Linked DNA regions of Mus musculus: region 1 is linked to region 2. The links are chromatin contacts, called in public promoter capture Hi-C maps. All regions are on one chromosome and are shown on one strand. The core of a region is the stretch at or near the end of the contact, and the rest is flanking DNA. Distances in the headings are between cores, read along the strand shown.

What was found. Promoter capture Hi-C pulls out the DNA fragments that hold promoters and counts their contacts.
Region 1: a contact with region 2 is called in a promoter capture Hi-C map of liver, with 5 times the contacts expected there. The contact joins the promoter of Cyp2c68 here to the promoter of Cyp2c55 in region 2. A contact is called at or near these places in 7 of 39 promoter capture datasets (embryonic stem cells, hippocampal neurons, liver and 1 more) and 1 of 9 other capture datasets (macrophages).

The regions. Positions count from the first base shown.
Region 1 is chr19:39,736,649-39,743,612 of GRCm38.p6, reverse strand. Cyp2c68 (cytochrome P450, family 2, subfamily c, polypeptide 68) reads left to right here and starts at 2,512. Exons shown (of 9, transcript NM_001039555.2): 1 at 2,512-2,739; 2 at 4,075-4,237; 3 at 4,411-4,560. The coding sequence starts at 2,572.
Region 2 is chr19:39,003,466-39,010,243 of GRCm38.p6, reverse strand. Cyp2c55 (cytochrome P450, family 2, subfamily c, polypeptide 55) reads right to left here and starts at 3,225. Exons shown (of 9, transcript NM_028089.3): 1 at 3,031-3,225. The coding sequence starts at 3,198. It also overlaps the pseudogene Cyp2c52-ps.

The sequences.
Region 1 (6,964 bases), core at 1,263-3,762, 730 kb before region 2:
TATTTATTTTGATTCTTAATGAATATAGTCATTGTGAACCTTAGGACAAAGTCAGCACTGTAGACTGATACAACTGAATGGAATATATTTATTCAAGAAAAGATATGGGACACATTGGTATGGCCTAGAGCCCCAATCTAATCACTGGAGTAACCAGTTTTGTCATGGTTTTGAACCACTAAGGCCCAGCTTCTCATCTTCATGTGTAAAAAATTAGCCACAGCAATGAAAGTGGAACAAATATAAAAAAATAAGAGAATAATAATTGACAGAACCACTTTTATAACTCTTAATTAAATGTGATGTAAGCCAGTATTAAGAAGAGAACTTCTTATACTGAGCACATTTTTGCGTACCTACTTAGTCTAATCTGAGCCAATATAATGATATCTTTACAGAAGGAGACTTTCCTTGAACAATGCCATTACTGCTCAAATAATAAATGTCATTCTTCTGGAATTTAAGTACTGGAAATGTATGCTTCTACTTATTTAATTCTGCATACTTTGGTCATTTTGTAGTACAATTTTGACATCCATAGAACATACATGTTCCATTACTGCTTCACATTTAATAAACCTTCATTATAGTGGACCAACTATTTATTTATGATTATTATCAATGGGATCATTAAATGAACACAAGAAATGTCTCTGAAGTGCTTCAAATTCTAGAAGATAATCTTTCTCAAGAATTTTCATTTATTGTCATCTGTTCGGTTATGCTGAGATAGCCTCATTTCTTAAATGATGATAAGTGGAGAATCCTAAAAACTGTAAAGCCAGTGGGAGTATCTGCAACTACAGGGTAATCACATTGAATTCTAAATTCTTCCAGCAATGTGTTGTGAGACATTTATAGTTCTTATTTTACAGTGATGACAATATAAAGGATAAAAGAAAGGAGGGAAGGAAGGGAGAATGAGAGAAAGAGAGAGGAAGAGAAAGCAAACAAGCAATCAGGAAAGAATGGAAGATGAAAGAAAGAAAGAAAGAAAGAAAGAAAGAAAGAAAGAAAGAAAGAAAGAAAGAAAGAGAGGAAGGATAGAAAGAAGGAAGGAAGGGAGGGAGGGAGGGAGGGAGGGAGGGAGGGAGGGAGGGAGGAAGGAAAAGAAAGAAAGAAGGATAAGTCTAGATCTTCCATTGAATTTCACAGTGGCAAAAGCCATATAGATTTTCCTAGATATCAACTTAATATGTTTTCTTACTAAAATGTGTGTTACTAATGTAAGGCATTTTTGTCTTTTTTCTTAGCCGTGTTGCTCATAGCATATATGAAAGTTTTATTGCATTTATAATTAAGCATATGTCCATATGTTTATATTAGCAATAACCAATTTAAATACAGAGTTAAACATGCATGTACCAGAGACCTGGGAGGTGAGAGACTCTCAGGACTCAAAGGTAGGTACAGTAGATGAAATTCCTGACAATAAGGGGAGGGAACTTATAGAGCCCACCTCTAGCAGGAAGACAGGGCATCAAATGAGGGAGAGGGGCGCCATCCCACAGCTACAACTGGGACACATAATTGTTCCTGTCTGAAAGAATTACAGGGATAGAAATGGAGAGCATCCTGAGGAAAAGAAGGTCCAGCCACAGGCCCAAAGTGAGATCCAGCTGAAGGGGAGGTCCCAAGGTCTGACAATATTACTGAGGCTATTGAGCACTCACAAAAAGGGACATAGCATGACCGCACTCCAGAAGACCCAACAAGCAGCTGAAAGAGTCAGATGCAGATATTTGTACCCAAGCAATGGGCAGAAGCAGCTGACCCCTGTTGTTGAATTAGGGAAGGCTGAAAGAATCTGAGCAGAAGGGCAATCATGTAGGAGGACAAGCAGTGTCATTTAATCTGGATCCCCTAGATCTCTCCACCAAATAGACCACCAAACATTGGACCACCAAACAGACAGCATACACCAGCTGACATGAGCCCCTTAGCCCACATACATTAGAGAACTGCTGGGTCTGTGTTCACTCAGAGATGATGCACCTAACCCTCAAGGGACTAGAGAATCCAGGGAGTTTACAGGTCAGGTGGGGTAGGGCTCGGGATATCCATGTGGAGACAGGGGTCGGGAGGAAATATGGGATGTGGATTATCGGAGGGTGGACGGGGCAGGGGATAAAATATGGAATGAAAAAAATAAAATAATTAATTTTAAAAAGATAAAAGAAAAAAACCATGTGTTAGAAAGTGAATAAGGAAATTATATATGTTGTTTTTGATACAGAAGAAAAGAAGAAATTGACATAATTTTAGTACAATCTCATAACTTTTACAAATTAACTCAAGTGTATTTCAAGTTTTGAATGATTATTATTTATCAGCCTTACTTGTCACAACTCAACAAAATTAAAACCCACATGTCTTACAGGCACGCTACAAAAATGACAATGTTAAAAGTGCTTGTTTTTTCTTATCATTGAAACAAAGTCCAATTGGAAGAGAGTTAAACAGTAACTAGTTGATTGTACAAAGATGACCAAACACAAATATTGATTTTGCGAATGCACTACAAAGTGTCTGGAGTGCCTGATCATACCAGTGTCAGTAAGAAGGGTCTCCATGGATCCATTTGTAGTCTTGGTGCTTTGTCTGTCCTTTCTGCTTCTCCTGTCACTGTGGAGACAGAGATCTGCAAGAGGGAACCTCCCTCCTGGACCCACTCCTCTCCCAATTATTGGCAATTACCACCTGATAGATATGAAGGACATTGGCCAGTGCCTTACTAATGTAAGTATGCCTTATGTTCTTCAGGTACATTTCAAATCGAGATAGAAGTCTTGCTACTTTCATAAAATTCTATTAGTGGAGGAAATATTGTGGAAATGAATATGGTGTAAAAAACTAAAATGTTCAATATTTTCTTCTGACTTTTGCTTCTAGTTCTGATCAGAAAATTAGTAATGCTCTAAGTTTCAGATTGAAGTACCTGAAATGCAGGTAATTATATACACATTTTTTTAAACAAATTGGGTAATTATATACTATTTTTACACACATTTTCTATTATTTTGACTGAAGGTGAAGAGTAGGGAAATTTTCATAAAACGAATCTGAATTTTAGACATGCATTGTTCTTGGATTTGACATTAATTTTGTACTCTGAAGAATTTATTGGTTTCTGAATTGCAGTAAATACAATGTGCATGAGCTCATACATGAAATAAAAAATCATAGTGGGAGTTTGCATCTGTCGTATTTTCCCCATCAACATTTTCTATTATTTTGACTGAAGGTGAAGAGTAGGGAAATTTTCATAAAACGAATCTGAATTTTAGACATGCATTGTTCTTGGATTTGACATTAATTTTGTACTCTGAAGAATTTATTGGTTTCTGAATTGCAGTAAATACAATGTGCATGAGCTCATACATGAAATAAAAAATCATAGTGGGAGTTTGCATCTGTCGTATTTTCCCCATCAACTTTTATTCCATTCATAGCCTGTGACTTGGACCTAGGATGCTGATTAGCAAGAATGTGGTTTTTCTGTGATGCTTCATACTATGGTACAGTTTGTATAATACCTACTCTATGTACATTTGTAACAATAGATAAGAATGGAAATCAAATATTTTTGGTAATCTAAGGTTTTAGTTTTCTAGTCTTTATCACAGGGCTCTCTTAGGTTTAACAAGAAGTGTTCCCAGCTGGTTCTGCAGCGTTCTTCTGACAATTTAAATCCATTTCAGTATGGAGTTATCATGAGAGTGATGCTCAAGTATCCAATAATGAATAAGTAGGATGTACTTATTTTCAATACAATCCTGTAAATAAATGTGGATATTTTACGTTAGTATATTTGTGTACTATGAAGAACAGATCAGATCTTAGTGTGATAAATCTTTGGTTTTAGTGTGTCAACAGCCTGAAAGATTTTCTGGCATACTGTAAGCCATGAATACCTGATAAACATCATAATGTACAGAATTATACACTTTAAACAGGTTTTCTGACTAAAAATATCATAATCCAATACGATAATTAAACTAAATAGATTGACTCTATTGAAAATACAATGACTTTTGTTTTTTACTAATATTTATGTTTGCTATTTCTTTCCAGTTTTCTAAAATATATGGCCCTGTGTTCACTCTGTATTTTGGCTCACAGCCTATTGTGATATTACATGGTTATGAGGCAATGAAAGAAGCCTTCATTGACTATGGAGAAGAGTTCTCTGGAAGAGGAAGGATTCCGGTTTTTGACAAAGTTTCTAAAGGAAAGGGTAAGTGTGTGTGTGTGTGCTTATGTGTATACTGGGCAGTTTCCAGAGCAAGCTGAAAGGTGGAGAGTAGAGGTCATGCTTGCTTGTCAGGCATAGGTTTGGGCTCTATAAAGCTACCACCTGTTAGCTCCTTTTGTGTCTGGGATTTCCAGTGTCTGTTCAAATTTCTTTAGGCATTGGTTTTAGCCATGGAAATGTATGGAAAGCCACAAGGGTCTTCACAGTCAATACCTTGAGGAACTTGGGCATGGGAAAAAGGACCATTGAGACCAAAGTGCAAGAGGAAGCACAGTGGCTCATGAAGGAACTGAAGAAAACAAATGGTAAGTTCAGGTCAGATTCTCCTTTTATATCTTGGTCTATGCATGGCTGTGTATGAGTCATGTTGTTTCTATCTTTTTCTAAGAATATTATTCTAATGAGATGTCATGAGTATAGGTACCATGATAATTTTAGTGCATTATAAGCCATAAATTTCCCTGATCACAAATGTCACTTGTTCTTTGAATACCAGAATGAGAGGGTGATTATCAGTGATAATGGTTACCATGTAAAAGTAAGGAGCATAGACCATGTAGTACTGGTTTTCTTTCTTTCTCTTTCTCTCTCTCTCTCCCCTTCCTTCCTTCTATCCTTCCTTCCTTCCTTCCTTCCTTCCTTCCTTCCTTCCTTCCTTCCTTCCTTCCTTCCTTCCTCCCTCCCTCCCTCCCTCCCTCCCTCCCTCCCTCCCTCCCTCCCTCCCTCCCTCCCTCCTTTCTTTCTTTCTTTCTTTCTTTCTTTCTTTCTTTCTTTCTTTCTTTCTTTCTTTCTCTCTGGCAATGGATAGCACCTGTTCACTGAAGTTTCTAATTGTCCTTCTATAATCTTGTTTGTAGTTCTCAGTAACAGTTGTGTGATGGATTATTTTTATTTCTCAGCTGATTGTAATAGATTTTTATCACTTATTATAGCTCTGATTTTATCATGATTTCAACATGTTATTATTTCTTTTTACATAGCATTTCATATTTTTATTTATAAACTTTTCTAAAACACATGTCAACACAAATAGTCAAAATTTATGCACACATGAAAACTAGTAAAATAATTCCTTTAAAAAAACTCAAAACAGTTTCATTGACTCTAGTATTTTCCTATTTGTTTTCAGTTGTTGAAGTCATATTCACCTTTACAGGTTTTTGGTATGAGAAAGTTGAGCTGCTGGTTGTTACTTTGCTAACACACTTGATGCTACTCACCTAGTGCTTTTAAAGAAAGATTATGTTTTTTATTTAAATTTCTATATGAAAAGTTTTAGCATTTTTACTTCTAAATACATTAAATCACATACAATCAGATTTTCCATGTGAATGGTATGCACACAAGAAGTAATCTCAAAGTACTTAAGTTCACTCTCATTCCTTAAAAGAATGTAATATCTTAGTATATTGTAAGGTGTTAAAATCCTGATAGAGCATTAGTAATCTCAAGGAATTCCACATATTTAAGTGTTCATCTTTGTTAACTCATATGACCTTTGTTTGAAGGTACACAATTTAAGATCACCTTCAACACAACATCACAAATTTGATCCTTTGATCACAGCAATTTCACTACTGAAATCATTCTCTCATATATTATTGTTTTTGTTTCTGTCATAAAATAACTGGCTTACAAGTTATAGCCACCATTGAGGGAACCAATGCAGGACCTCAAAGAAGGAACCTAGAAGCATTAACTGCAACAGAAAACATGAAGGATAGCTTCTCAGTCACCTATTCCACTTGTCTTTCTCACTTTCTTTTTCCTACTGCCTAGTATCACATGCCTAAGACTCACATTGCCTACGGTGGGTTTAGCTAGTGTCCCTATCATCAGCAATGAAGGAAGAGAACAGAGAGACATGACCTCAGAATAGTTTCCTGGAGCAATTACTCAATTGAGGTTCCTTCTTTTGAGTTGACTGTAGTTTGTGTCAGCTTGACTAAACTACTTGACAAACACTGATTATTTATTTTTCTTACATGTAACATAAATCACATGACTAATAGGATGTACACATTATAAACATATTTGTAATATAATATATTGATAATTATTTGATATAAAATATCTAGACATTTAGGTTTTGCTTAAATATATTAAATGGGAAGTTTGTCCATGATGAATATTTACTTTCTTTTTTATTGGATATTTTATTTATTTATATTTCAAATGATATCCCCTTTCCTGGTTTCCCCTCTGCAAATCCCCTATTCCAGTGCCCCTCCCTTTGCTTCTGTGATGATGTTCTCTAAGCATGATATTGAATATTTACTTTCTTTTCAGTGAATGTTATTGTTGCAATTGCACTAGGTGCTGGGTCTAAATCATTAGTATAGTTTTGTAATTGTAGTATATGCATTTTGGTTTGCTTGCCATTACAGTATTTTCCTCTTCCATTTCTCCTATTATTCCTAGTTACCACACATATTTTCCTTTATTATACTTGGTTCAAAATGGATTTTACAATAGCATATGTATTTCATAGATAGTAAAATTCAGTGTTCGAAAGATGAACAAGCAAAAAGGAAAGGGTTCATTTGTTTCATAATAGTGTTTGTCTCACGTTATATGGACATTAAAAATAAAGTTCGTTACACCATTTATTCATATAAGTGGATCATGAAATATTTACATACCATAGACTCTTTACATTCTTTCAAAAATCAAAAGAAAAAGGGAAAGCTAACACATGAGACTGTGACA
Region 2 (6,778 bases), core at 1,976-4,475:
AGGCATTGCCAAAGCTTCTCTTCCCAGACAATCCTCCCTGCAAAAGGTATTTTGATCTCAGGCCCACCCTGAGAAGTGGGGTATGGTTTTATGCACTCATTATCTACCAAGACTGTCTCTTTTCATTGAGATCCATTGTGCGGAGCCATGGAGAATGTCTTCACCTATAGAGCCTCAGTTAGTCTCCCCTAGAAGACCAATCTGCACTCCCAGCCATGATCGCCATACAGCCAAGAACTATCGCTGCTGGGACCAGCCAGAGGTTCTCATAACTCTCCTCACCCCATCCCGACCCCAGGCTAGATGCAGCCTATGAACCCCCAACTCTGTTCTCTGTTCTTCTGCAACTCTCAGTGGTGCCTGGATGTCCAAGAGCCTGAGAACCCCACAGCCCCAGCCATAGCAGGCCCGGGACCCCCAAACCAGCTCCAGCTTTCCCATGCCTCAGACTGCACTTTCCCACCCCCAGAGTTCCCACCCCCAGAGTGGTATCTCAGTGCTTCCCTACAGCCTGAAGGTAGCATGGGCCTCCCCAAGCAACTATGCCCAAGGGTGGAGTGGACTTGGGCTCACAACCCTACAGATTTTCTGACCTGATAAGGAATAGAATGATAACAGCAGGAATATTTAAGGCTCACAGTGAGAAGCTGAAAATTCTATTGTATTGACCTTGGTGGAAGGAATAGGGAGTCTTTTGGATGGGGACAGATATCTTATATTTCAGCAATTATTTCTGTTAGCTTGTGGCTATGTTTCCCATGGTACTGTGAAGTATACAAAGGCTAAGGAAAACAAACTTGCCTCAAGGCTGGTGGGATATTGAGCTGCAGCCCTTCCAATTCTAAATCTTAACTTTGAATCTTTTTTCTGCTTTCCTATAATCATGCTCACTTCCCCCTCAGAAGCTGTTCGACTTCAAGCTAGCAGACTAGCACAAACCAGTCCCCTGTGTCCACACTGAAACAAATACTTAACTCTGAAGGACTTTGCTTCAGGATTCTGCTGAGCTCTTCTCACAGGGTCACTCGGTCACCCTATGATAAGTACTGAAAACTTATCATTTGAAAACTCTCCCTAGGAAGCTGCCAGGAGTCAATGTGGGTGACCTTAGCTGAAATGCCCAACAGTGGGACAATCACCTCCAGGAAACAGACAGGACCCCCAGTGGAGGAATGGGGACACCAACCCACCTTCAAAATTTTTGACTCAGAATTGGTCCTATCTAAAAGAAATGCAGGGACAAAAAAATGCAGCAGAGACTGACGAAATGGCCAAACAGAGACTGACCCAACATGAGACCCATCCTATGAACAGGCATCAATCTCTGACACTATTAGTGATACTATGTTGTGCTTGCTGACAGGTGCCTAATATAACTTGAGAGTCTCTCCTAGCAGCTGACTGAGACAGATGCAAGTACTTACAGCCAAGCATTGGATTGAGGTCAGAGACCCCTATGGACGAGCTAAGGGAACGATTGAAGGTCCTGAAGGAGATGGCAACCGCACAGGAAGACCAACAGTGTCAACTAACCTGGACCCCTGGAAGCTCCCAGAGACTGAGACACCAACCAAAGAGCATATACCAGTCAGTGGCCCAGGCACATATGTAGCACAGGGCTGCCTTGTCTGGCCACCATGGGAGAGGACGCACCAGGGTGAGGGTATACCTGGGGGTGGGGGGCACCCTTTCAGAAGTAAATGGGAGGGAGCATGGGGGAGGAATTCTGTCATCAGGGACCGAGAACAGGGTAGCATTTGGGATGTTAATTAATTAATTAATTTTAAAATATTGTCATATTACTAAAATCAGAGAAATCTCTCTCTAGTTGAGTGTGATGCCAGGCTGTCTGCAATCCTGATATAAGTGACTAAAGAACAGGCAGCAGGCAGAACAGCACATGCAGCATCCCACAGGACAATCTCTCTCTTTTTTTTTTTTTTTTTTTGAATTTTCAGTGTTCTATTTATTTATTTATTTATTTTTTCCATTTTTTATTAGGTATTTAACTCATTTACATTTCCAATGCTATACCAAAAGTCCCCCATACCCACCCACCCCCACTCCCCTACCCACCCACTCCCCCTTTTTGGCCCTGGCGCTCCCCTGTACTGGGGCATATAAAATTTGCGTGTCCAATGGGCCTCTCTTTCCAGTCATGGCCGACTAGGCCATCTTTTGATACATATGCAGCTAGAGTCAAGAGCTCCGGGGCACTGGTTAGTTCATAATGTTGTTCCACCTATAGGGTTGCAGATCCCTTTAGCTCCTTGGGTTCTTTCTCTAGCTCCTCCATTGGGAGCCCTGTGATCCATCCATTAGCTGACTGTGAGCATCCACTTCTGTGTTTGCTAGGCCCCGGCATAGTCTCACAAGAGACAGCTACATCTGGGTCCTTTCGATAAAATCTTGCTAGTGTATGCAATGGTGTCAGCGTTTGGATGCTGATTATGGGGTGGATCCCTGGATATGGCAGTCTCTACATGGTCCATCCTTTCATCTCAGCCAGGACAATCTCTTACATGCTGCTCATCCACAGCTCTGGCAGCAGCTTTGCACAGAAACACTGAGGCCCCACTGGACCTTACTAGTTCTCTTTCTTTCACATAAGTTTATGTTGACTCGGACTCCTTGATATCAGACATAACTTGTTTCCTTGAAGAAATGTAATTATTTTGGTTAGCTAACCTAAAGATAATACGCAACATGTACGTAGATGATGTCTCCAGTAAATACTAAAAATAATTCCAATACTTTTTATCTTATGCAAAAATTGCAGCTAAGAATCATGAAACAGTGAAAGAGTCACTGTTCTCTCTGCTATATGGATTTTACCTTACAGTGTAAAAATGATTATCCTGGACAAATATGTTATCTCTCTTAATCATTTCTACAATGAGAAACCAAATGTGAAAATCCACAGTGCACATTTGCCATATGATGATATAGTTTAACCCCAGAAATGTACTTATTTAACAGCAGAGAATAATTCTTACTTTTCAACCACTATATAGCAAGAAGGATACTTACATAGTTGAAGGATTTGCTGATGTTCTTTATATCTATCTGAAGGATGTTTCCAATAATTGGGAAAGGGGTGGGGCCAGGAGGGAGCTTCCCTCTCCCAGAGTTTTGTCTCCAGAGGGAGAGGAGAAGCAGACAGGAGAGAGTGAGCACCAGGACCAGGACTGGATCCATGGCAGCTTTCTCTTCTCAGGGAGACTCCTGTGAGCTTGCAGCCCAGGGCTTTTATAATGCTAGCTGCCAACTTAACAGTGCTTCTGAGACCTAAGTGACCAATCAGTTATGTGCAGTTTTATCTTCTGAATGGACTCTGGCCTGCAGCAAACATGAAAAGAAGCTGCTCTTTTCAATCTCCTGGGAGGAGATTTTACCAACCATGGTGAGCTAGTCTGGAGTTGGACTTAACCCAGATATTGTTATGAGTCTTTTATTGTTATTGTTGTGCTTGTTTTTAATGTGGAGTAGGGCAGATTTCAATACCTTCATAGTTCCAGTTACATCTTGAAGCCTGAATTAAGCTGCAGTGAAATAAATATGTGTTCATGTGTGCATCTTGGTGTGCATGCATTTGAGTTCATACGCATGTGTCTGTGGAGGCTAGAGATCGACTTTTGGTGTCTTTCTCGATTCCACCTCTCTCTCTCTCTCTCTCTCTCTCTCTCTCTCTCTCTCTCTCTCTCTCTCTCTCTCTCTCATTGATACAGGATTCCTCAGTGAAGCAAGAGATCTTCACTGAGGTTGCAGACATGTACTACAGAGCCCAGCTTTTACGTGACTACATGACTATTGGAGGAACTGAACTCCGGTCTTCGTGCTTGCACAGTGTATATTTTACCAACTGAGCTATTTTCCCAGAACCTGAAGTAAACTATTTGTGCAAAAATCATTCCAGCACTATACTGTTGACCGGCTGGGAATTTAGGATGTTGAAGGCAAGCCATGTATTTTATACCTAGTCTATAAAATACTATTTAGCCAGTGATGCTTCTCAAAACCTAGGGTAGTCTCCTTGAGACTGAAAATCTTATGCAAGATTTCAGCATTCTGTACCAATCTTAGAGTTGCCTAAAGAGGAAACAGGTACTATAACTCATACATCTATGATTTGGTTTCTTCCCCGCTGGGTATCTCAGACTGTCCACAGACTCAGGACCCTACTGCATCTGCCTCATATGTAGGCCACCACTTGGGAAATATGCACATTTTAGCTTACCCATCATGTGCCAAGTAATTAACTAAGTAAATATGTATATTTTACTGTTAAATTCCCTCTTTAAAAAAAAAACACTTAAAGCAGGAAGTTTTGTTTCTAATTTTTTATGGGTAAAGGAAATCTGGGAGCATACCATACATGTTATATATTGTACCTCGTACATGGAAAAACTTAGCTTTGAGATAAGATCTGTTGGCCTTTGCGGTGACCTATGCCTTGCACTGAAGCTATCCAGAGGGCAAACAAAATCAACCCCCCATCTTTAATTACTCCAAATGTACAGCTCCCTGATTTTGTTCCTAGGACATCAGCTTCACACAACACAGAAGTCCTTATTTGACTCTGATGTACTCAGGAGAACAAAAACAAAAACAAAACAAAACTGAGCAAATGTCACCTCTGCAGAGACAAGGAGGAAGAGTTAGGCAATGTTCTACCCATCTTTGACGGAATTTTGATAGTTTCATTTCCAGAGGTTTCACACCAAATGTATCCCTATGGAGTCCCTCAATTAGCTTTGCCCATCATGATAAAACCCTTTCTTTTTCAGAGCTGAGGAAGCTGGGCCTTAGAGAGTCACACAGACTGAGGGTAGTACAGTTAAGCTGGAACCCAAGTCCCCTGTACCTTACACTCTTCTCTTCAGGCTTCAGTTCAACTGGGTTCACCAGGATCAACTATGCCCTGAGAGTCAATATTTCATGACTCAGGCTGTGACTTTCAAATAAAAATGAGTTTAGTTAATAATTACACTACCTGTGGATTAAAATCTGTGTCAGAAGTTTACTATATAATACTTATTGCCTGAGTGAATACAGGTGAATTCTTTATCGAGGGCAAAGAGAAGCAGCTATATGGTACCTGACTCACATAACCCTAAAATCTAATAGCTGTAAAACATAGTTATCTCCCTGTAGAACAATCATGTTTTTCTTTTTTCTTTAAATTGGATACTTCATTTATTTACATTTCAAACGTTATCCCCTTTCCCAATCCCCCCCCCCAGAAACTCCCTATCCCATCTCCCCTCCTCCTGCTTCTATGATGATGTTCCCCCACCCAACCACCCACTCCCACCTCCTACTCTTACATTCCCCTACACTGAGGCATCGAGCCATCACAGGACCAAGGGCCTCTCCTCCCATTGATGCCTGACAAGGCCATTCTCTCCTACATAAACGGTTGGAGCTATGGGTCCCTCCATGTGTACTCCTTGGTTGGTAGTTTAGTCCATGGGAGCTCTGGTTGGTTGATATTATTGTTCTTCCTATGGAGTTGCAAATGCCTTCAGCTCCTTGGGTCCTTCTCTAACTCCTCCATTGAGGACCCTGTGCTCAGACAGCATCCACCTCTCTATTTGTCAGGCTCTGGCAGAGCTTCTCAGGGACAGCTTTATCAGGCTCCGGTCAACAAGCACTTCTTGGCATCCACAATAGTGTCTGGGTTTGGTGACTGTATGTGGGATGGATCCCCAGGTGGGACAGTCGCTAGTTGGCTTTTCCTTCAGTCTCTGCTCTACACTTTGTTTCTGTATTTGCTCCAGTGAGTATTTTGTTCCCCTTTCTAAGAAGGACCGAAGCACCCACACTTTGGTCTTCCTTCTTCTTGAGCTTCATATGGTCTGTGAATTGCGTTTTGGGTATTCCGAGCTTTTGGGTTATCTTGGTCCCTTTCTGTATAAATTTTTATGAAAACAAATATGGCCTCTTGAGACTTTGTTTTCTTTACTTCTTCCTTGAATTATGCCATAAGAAAGACAGTCTATGGCCAACAAGTGCGTGCTGACAGGAGCCTGATATAGCTGTCTCCTCAGAGGCTCTGCCAATGCCTGACAAATACAGAGGTGGATGCTCTCATCCAACCATTGGACTGAGCACAGGGTCCCCAGTGGAGAAGCTAGAGAAAGAACTGAAGGAGCTGAAGGAGCTTGCAGTCCCATAGGAGGAACAACAATATGAACCAACCAGTACCCCCAGAGTTCCCAGGGACTAAATCACCAACCAAAGAGTACCCATGGCTCCAGCTGCATATATAGCAGAGGATGGCCTTGTTGGACATTAAGGGGAAGAGAGGCCCTTGGTCCTGAGAAGGCTCAAAACCCCAGTATAGGGGACAGGGACAGGGAAGCAGGAGTGGGTGGGTTGGTGAACAGAGGGAGGGGGGATGAGATAGGGGGTTTTTAGAGGGGAAACCAGGAAAGGGGATAACATTTGAAATGTAAATAAAGAAAATATTTAATAAAAAATGTAAATGAAAAAAAATTAATAAAAAAAGAGAAATAAAGGAAGGAAGGAAGGAAGGAAGGAAGGAAGGAAGGAAGGAAGGAAGGAAGGAAGGAAGGAAGAAAAAGAAAGAGGAGGGGAGTCTAAGAACTGGTCCAAAATTTGTTTTTATTTAGCACATGCAGGAGACAGATAATTCTGAATTGTCATATTCTAAAGATTTTGCTGTTTATAGTGAAAACATAGTATTAACAGTAACTAAGCCATTAAAGTATCAGCACTTACTATGTAAGTATTGCATGGGAGTGTCACAAAATAC